Linked DNA regions of Mus musculus: region 1 is linked to region 2. Evidence: chromatin contacts called from public Hi-C data. All regions are on one chromosome and are shown on one strand. Each heading gives the region's core, a stretch centred on a gene start, on an enhancer-like site or on the middle of the called end of the contact. The rest is flanking DNA. Distances are from core to core; before and after follow the strand shown. Region 1 holds the start of Dennd5a (DENN/MADD domain containing 5A). Region 2 overlaps Dennd5a (DENN/MADD domain containing 5A).

What was found. Hi-C and Micro-C count contacts between places; a contact is called where the count stands out from the background.
Region 1: a Hi-C map of neural stem cells shows a contact between it and region 2, with 2.3 times the contacts expected there. The contact joins the promoter of Dennd5a here to the enhancer-like site in region 2. A contact is called at or near these places in 3 of 39 promoter capture datasets (hippocampal neurons and liver), 1 of 15 datasets of contacts at CTCF or cohesin (CD8 T cells), 27 of 484 Hi-C or Micro-C datasets (the AML12 cell line, CD8 T cells, the G1E-ER4 cell line and 21 more), 8 of 115 datasets of contacts at active chromatin or transcription factors (CD8 T cells, bone marrow-derived dendritic cells, cardiomyocytes and 4 more) and 3 of 9 other capture datasets (adipose tissue, liver and pancreatic islet).

The regions. Positions count from the first base shown.
Region 1 is chr7:109,959,161-109,962,742 of GRCm38.p6, forward strand. Dennd5a (DENN/MADD domain containing 5A) reads right to left here and starts at 1,262. Exons shown (of 23, transcript NM_021494.1): 1 at 914-1,262. The coding sequence starts at 1,022.
Region 2 is chr7:109,923,217-109,926,712 of GRCm38.p6, forward strand. All of the region lies in intron 5 of Dennd5a (DENN/MADD domain containing 5A), which reads right to left. Among named protein-coding and RNA genes, the nearest start is that of Dennd5a, 35 kb to the right of the region's middle. Within about 2 kb of position 1,370, at least 27 of the 459 cell types and tissues checked have an H3K27ac peak or open chromatin away from gene starts, as enhancers often do. A contact at or near this core is called in cortical glia, neural progenitor cells, neural stem cells and 1 more, where this site is marked.

The DNA of each region.
Region 1 (3,582 bases), core at 12-2,511, 36 kb after region 2:
AACTGTACGGTGTTCAATGACTACCACATCGTGACAGAAAGGGGGAGAGGAGTTTCCCTCATCGAATCAGCATGACATAACTTTAAAGTCTAACACGACAAGCCTCCAACCACTGAAACCTGCTTACTGGCCACCCAAAAACTTTTCAAAACTGTTGCAACTCCAATGTGGGCGCGCAGGAATTCACCGGGGATTTTATAATTCTTACACCTTCAAGCAATGGGTGCCAAATCTCATCAGGGCCTCACTGTCACTCCCCCATCACTTCCTCTTCGAAAGATAACTTGAGAGGCATCACAACACTGCACAACCTGTCCAACTGGGACGCGCTGCCTTCATTCACAAATGACCCTCGCCTGGTAAAGGACATTAACTTAAAAAACAAACAACAACAACAACAACAACAAAAGCATGGCCCTGGGTACAAGTTCTTTTCTAGCGCCAAGAGAGAACCCGTTCTTGGTGTAACCCGGTTCAATTTGTCACTTCACGTCCGATCAAGAGGGGCAGAACTGTGAAGGAAAAGCCCGGGCCTGGCCTGCTCAGGAGTGAGTTATAACGGTTTTGAGGAACTGGTCTCGCCGGCTTCTTGGGAAGAGGCCAAATAAACTCATCAAGTTTTTGTTTTGCTCTTTTGAAAAGTCTGGGTGGGACTAACTCTCACTAGGAAGTGGGCTAACTTCTTTCCTCCCAAAAGGGTGCTAGAAGGCAAGCTTCCCTTCATTGTGGACTAAGCCCCTCGACCTCTGAGCGCACCCAGCGTCCGCGTCTCCCCAGGTTGCCGACGCGGCGACCACCGCGCGGGGGGCAGCAGGCCCGCGGGACCCGCGTCCCGTCTGCTCGCCCGACCCTCACTGGGCTCCCGGGACAAAGCGGGCCCCGCGGGCCCTAGCCCGGGCTCGCGCGCACTCACCCGACAGCTCGTCCGGCTCCAGCCCGGTCTCGGTGTCCAGCCCGCAGATGACAAAATAGTCGGCGAAGCGACTGGGCGCCGAGCCCCCTCCGCCGCCGCCGCCGCTCATGGCTCCGGGCCGAGCGGGGCAAGCCGCGCGGAGCCGAGCCCCCGCCCCCGGCCGCCCGCCCGCCCTCAGCCGCCGCTCCCTCCGCCGCCGCTACCGAGGCTCCGGCCGCCGCCCCCGGGCCTCGCCGGGTCCTAGCGGCCGCCGCTGCCGTGCCGGGGCAGGGGGGCGCCGGGCCACCCCGCGCCGCATCCTGGACGCTGTCCTCTGCACCGCGGCCTGAGCAAGCCTGAGGAAGGGCGGAGAGCGGCCGCCCGCCCCACCGCGGCCCCCCACCCGCCGCCACCGCGTGCGCACGCGCGGTCGGGGAGGGGCGGTCGTCGGGCGCAAAGGATGACGTGATGCTCTTTGGGCCCCGGGGGCCTGGGCTTCCAGAGCAGCCACCACAGAGTGGCCAGCGGTCAGCTGCTGGGATCCCGCGACTGCAGCCACCTCCACGCGACTGCGACACCCTTTAGAGAAATCGGATGCGGTGTGCGGAAAGAGTGGGCCATGGTGGCTCGTGCTGGCCGTGTCACCGGCATAAGAGCTGCAGGGCTGAACTGTGAAGCCCACCGAATCCTGCTCCTATACTGTCACCACAGAGCAGCTTCTCCTTGTCACCTCTCCTCAGTGTCAGCTTTCCCCAATAGATCTGAGGAAACTCTGTTCTTTGGAGAGAGTGGGTCAGCTTATCTTCTATTTACCTTTAATTTGCAGATAGGGAAACTGAGGCTCAAAAAATGCAAGAAACAACCCTACGCTTGAATCCTGCGCTAGCTCACTGCCCCGCACCCCACAAGCAGGGCTTCTTCCATGCACCAAACTCTCCCCCTTTCATGAAGCCCCAGAAGTCTCCCTCCCCCTTCACTTAGTTCTTTTCATGCTCACAGAATTCTCTGTCCATTCATCCATCTATCCATCACCCTTCATTCATTCATTCATTCATTCATTCATTCCTTTCTTCCTTCTAGTGAGAATTTGCTTGTAGAAGAGAAAGGGTGGCTGAACAGGTGAAACCTCCTGGTCCTTGTCTCTTGTCTAAAGAACAGACCCTCTGACTTCATTTTCTACAGAAGCTAGCCAGATGTGTCTTCTTTTGGTGGTTGGTTGGTTGATTGATTTGATTTGGTTTTTTTGGATAGGGTCTCACTTATAGACCTGTCTGACCCAGAACTTGCTATGTACCTGTATTACCCTGATGCAATACTCTTTCTTCTGCCTGCTCAGTGCTGGGCTTAAAGGCCTGCATCATCACACCAGGCTCAGGTGGGTCTGTACTGTAACATCAGAGGCCAAGGAAGAGAAACTGTAGTGGCTGCTAGCATGGGCTCTAGAAACAGTCCCCCAGTTTGAATTCTGACTTATAATGTACAATATGATATTGGCAACTTACTTATGTAATTTCTAGGTGCCAACAGGCATGATTTTTGTCAAAGTACAAAATAAATGCATGTATAGGTAAAGTGGTGAGGATTATACCCAGAACATAGAAGGCACTCCATAAATATTATATACATTGTCATTGTTGTTACAGAATAGTGTGCGCCAGGTTTGCTCTGGCAGGCAGCCAGCTAAGGACTATAGAAGGCAATTGGCTTCCCCAAGGGCTGAACCTGGGCTCTCTCCTGGGTTCTGTCCCAGTATTCCTCTCAAGTACTGGATCCCTTTGGGAGGTTGGTTGAGAGGTCACAGCCAACATCACTGGAAACCATAGCATCTGCTCCCTATATCTAACCTGAGCGGCTGGGAGAAATCAAGAGGACTGGGTAGCTTTACAAAGTCCATCTGAAGTGATGATACTATAACCCACATGCTTGGGACTCAGAGTCTGTGCAGGGGGCTCAGAGAGCTTAATAAAGCAAAGAAAAGAACGCCTTTTGGTGCTGGGTCACGGTCATGGAAGGCTTCTGGTGATTCTAAGGATCAAATGTGTGCCCACAATAAAGAGTGGAAAAGCCAGACATTTAGGCAGCACTGAGGAATGTACTAATATGGAAGATGGGAAAGCCAGGTATAGTGGCGCAAACCTATAATCCCAGCATTCTGGAGCCCAAGCAAAAGGAGTGTGAATGTGAAGCCAGCCCAGCCTTACAGTACAGATGGTCTAAAACAACAAAATAGCAAACAGAGACAGAGAATTAAAAGGGATTGAAAATAAAACAGAGAGGGAGAGAAGAGTTGGGGCAAGAAAGGTTTCAAATGCCAGGTGTACAGACCGGGTACAATTAAAGGATCACTCAGACGAAGATATAGAAGAGACTTGGGAAATTTTTCAATTAGAGAGAGAAAAGGTCAAAGAGTGATATGTGCAAGCCTTCAACCCCAGGGATGGATCTCTGTGAGTTCAAGGAAAGTTTAGTCAGAGTTCCAGCACAGCCAGGGATACAAAGAGAAACTTTGTCTTAAAAAAAACAAAAACAAAACAAAACCACAACAACAAAACTGTAAAAATAGAGAAAAAAGGAGGAGACTAAACTTACTCAGTTTAAAAGTCTAGAAACTTTTTATCTAGGCTTGCCAGCTGCTAGAAGACCTCTCTCACTCTCATACTAACTCAACACATGAAACACCAGTTGAAAAC
Region 2 (3,496 bases), core at 120-2,619:
GAAGCAGGCAGAGGATAACATAAGCTCGCTAACACAGTCAATCCATAAAACTCATCTCCTACAGCTGCATTTTGAACGGACCCTGCATCGTTTATGCTGAGTGCATCAATCACCCTTCCAACCTGTGACGATAAAAGAAAGCTTTCCATCTCAAACATCCAAAAACTAAGAAGAACCACTTTAAACCTTACTTCTGAGTTCCTCCAACTAGATAATGTTGACTCTGCCTAATTAAAGGCCAACAAATATTTATAACCTAAAAATAGACTACTTTTTTTAACATTATTAATGCTCTTAGGCCAAGCCATCAAAAAAGAAAATCAAAACAAAATCAACTCATCTAGTCAAGGGTCCTTTACAAAGCTGACAAAATGAAAGGCACACATTTTCATCTCTTACCCCTTGGCTCATCTTTTAAAAAGAGGGTTGGGGGCAGTTTTTCCAACCAGAATCAGGAAAGCAACTAAAATATCTAGATCCACCCAATAATGCTTGGTAGCTTCTCTCCCACTGCTGTGAGTCAAATAGAGAGTGTCCATAAAGAATTCTTATTTATTTATTTAATCTGTACGGATGCTTTGCCTGTGTCAGGTCTTAGGCAGTACACATATCCAGCCTTAGTCCAATTCCAGCTCCTACAGGAGGATTTCCGGTGGTTAGATAAAAGTCAGCATTCCTCAGGAACTTGTAAAACAGGCTCCAAATCAGCCAAAGGAGTCATTTCCCTTGCTTTTGGCAAATGGGACAAGAGGCTCCATTGACTTATGCCTGCAGTTATCAGCATATCCAAGTCCACACTAGCCTCCAGGCTCCTCACTCAGACCTCTTTCACACATTTCAAAGCCCCTCACCACCCTTCTCACCACCACCCCAAACCCTCAGCCCTCCTGCAGCTACTCATCCTCCTTATAACACAATATTTTCTGCTACCACCCTCTTAGCCCTACTTCCCTAGCCCTTCATGTCTAGTCTGCTTCTTTTTCTCTCTAGTTTGGACTCTTCCACAAGGCTGTGGTTATTTTCTCTTTTATTCACAATAAAAACCTCCCTCTAATCATGGATGGCGCGTTTGATGCTTTCTTCATTGCCCCTCTTCCCATACGGCTGGACGCATGTCTGGGCATCATAAGTGTGTTTGGTACCTGGGGAAGTCAGAAGAGGGCATCAGATCCCCTGAACTAGCACCACCATGTGGGTTCTAGGAATGGAAGAATAGCCAATGCTCTTCACCACTGAGCTATCTCTCCAGCCCCATCTATAAAGAACTTTATCAAGCCCAAATTCTGTGGATGCCCTGATGAGAGGTGGCTGAGGAGCACAGCTCAGGCACACACTTCAGAGGTGGCTAAGATACACAGGAACCGCTAAGTAGACCTCTTCACTCGTCATTCTGCACAACAGGGCCAAAAAGGGAGGGGTAAGAGGGCAAAATGAAAAAAGAGGCCATTTAACTTCTAGGCTCATAAAACAGTCTCATGCTGTTTCCTCTCAGCACAGGCTGGCAGCTGAAGCAATTTATAAACCTATGATCAAATCTGCAAGCATCGCCAGCGGCACCTGTGTGACTTTTTTTTGCGAAGATGCAAAACGTGGCAGACACTGAAGCCAAACAATCAGTTCTCTGCTCACCTCTGCCATGATGAAAGGGAGCATGGTAAGACAGCCACTGTCTAAGGTATTCCTCATGAATCCTCCAGATCCCAAAACTCTCCTGAACTCTTCCTTCAAAGGGCCACAGTGCCCTTTGCCAACCTCAGATGCCAAGCCAAATCAGTTCTCCCTCAGTACCTCTGTGAGTTCATCACTGAGGCACTTCAGCACATAGGATCCTACTGGAAAGCTACTGAGAGTGTCCCCAGAGAAGACAGGGACAGCCCCTTGCTGGTATTCTGTCTAAACTCCACCCCCACAGTTCCTGGCAGCAGCCAGGTATGCTCTGCCCCACAGTTACCTGGCAACAGCCAGGTAGGCTTGGCCCAGTATAAAAGGGGCCACTTGGCCTCTCCTCTCACTCTTACACTCTTGCCTCTCTTGCCTCTTGCCCCCTCGTCCCCCTTCTCATTCCCTGCCTCCCTCTCTCCATAGCCGACTTTCACTTATCTACTCTCTCCTTCTCTCTGCCTTTCTCTGCCTCTACTACTCTCTTAACTCCCCTCTCCATGCCCTAAATAAACTCTATTCTATACTTTACTGGGGTGTGTCTGGTCCCTCAGGGGGAAGGGATGCCTCAGCATGGGCATCCCCTCCCCCACACCCCACCAGAACATATTCTTATAGTTCTTTCTCTTTTTATGATCACAACATCCTTCCCTCACTCTAATGCTCTCAAGCTTACTTTCTGACATGGCTGCATCTTCAGACAATGAAACCCCAAAGAGAAGCCAAAACAAAAGATGCCTCACCAGACCAGCTCAGGCTCTCATTTGCTCAAGGCCACTGAGATCATGTGTTGGTGTTAAAAAGAACAAAGGGCTTTTTTACAGACTTCTGATGGCCAAAGATACGGCTGCAGCTGATGAATTCTAATTTGAGGGTCTAAGAAATGAACACTCTTCTACAGAAAGTGTCTTTCTACTCCAGGCTTACCACCTCAGTATCCTGCTGCTACCTGGCACAGAACCACAGTAAGGTCCTCCATCCTGCTGTCACACTCCCCTCCAACAGCGGAGTTTAAAGACCCCTTATAGTCCAAAGATGTCAACTAAAATGCTAAATTACCTGAGGGATAAAATGTGAGCTCATGCTTCCTTTACTGCTCGTTTTATGTACTATGGACATGTGTTCTTTTGAGAATAACAGAAAAGTGTGTTTCAAGGATACCATTACTCTTACCTCATCTTGTGTAATGTTTTACTTTTTAAAATACTGACCCGCAGCTCTTTACCCCCACAGAGGTTGTCTGCTATAAATCAGGGTAGAAAATATTCAGCTAAGGAACTGCCCGCAAAACTGTGTGGCCTGGGTGAATGGGACTCTAAGGCCATAGACAGCTGCTTTGGGAGGGCATGTCAGTGCCCTGCCTCCCACTGTCTACTTCTCCCCAAGCAGACCACAGCGGGAGGCCAGAAACTCAAGTGCAAAGGCTGTTCCAACGATGGAGAAAGCCACATAGCAGAGCGTCCACACACCAGAACACACAGAACACTGGGGTCTCTTACACAAACAATTCCTCCAACATTAAGAACACTGCTGGTTTCCGAGCAACTTCTTTATATACCCACGTGCCTAAAGTGCATGGAGAATGAAGATGAAGAGTCCTAAGGGGGACAGAATTTGTCCCAGGAATACAAGTATATATTAGCCATAGATGGCAATAAAACTGAGAAACATGTTTGAAAAAATAATGTGTATGGGGGAAAAAAAGCAATAATAAAAAATAAAAACATACTGGGTACATCACATGATGATGGAGTAATATAAATTTGGGACTAACGGTTCACTGTATTTTTTCCTGAAGTTATTCATGTTCCCTGTCCCTGTCTCCAAGCCTCCCCTC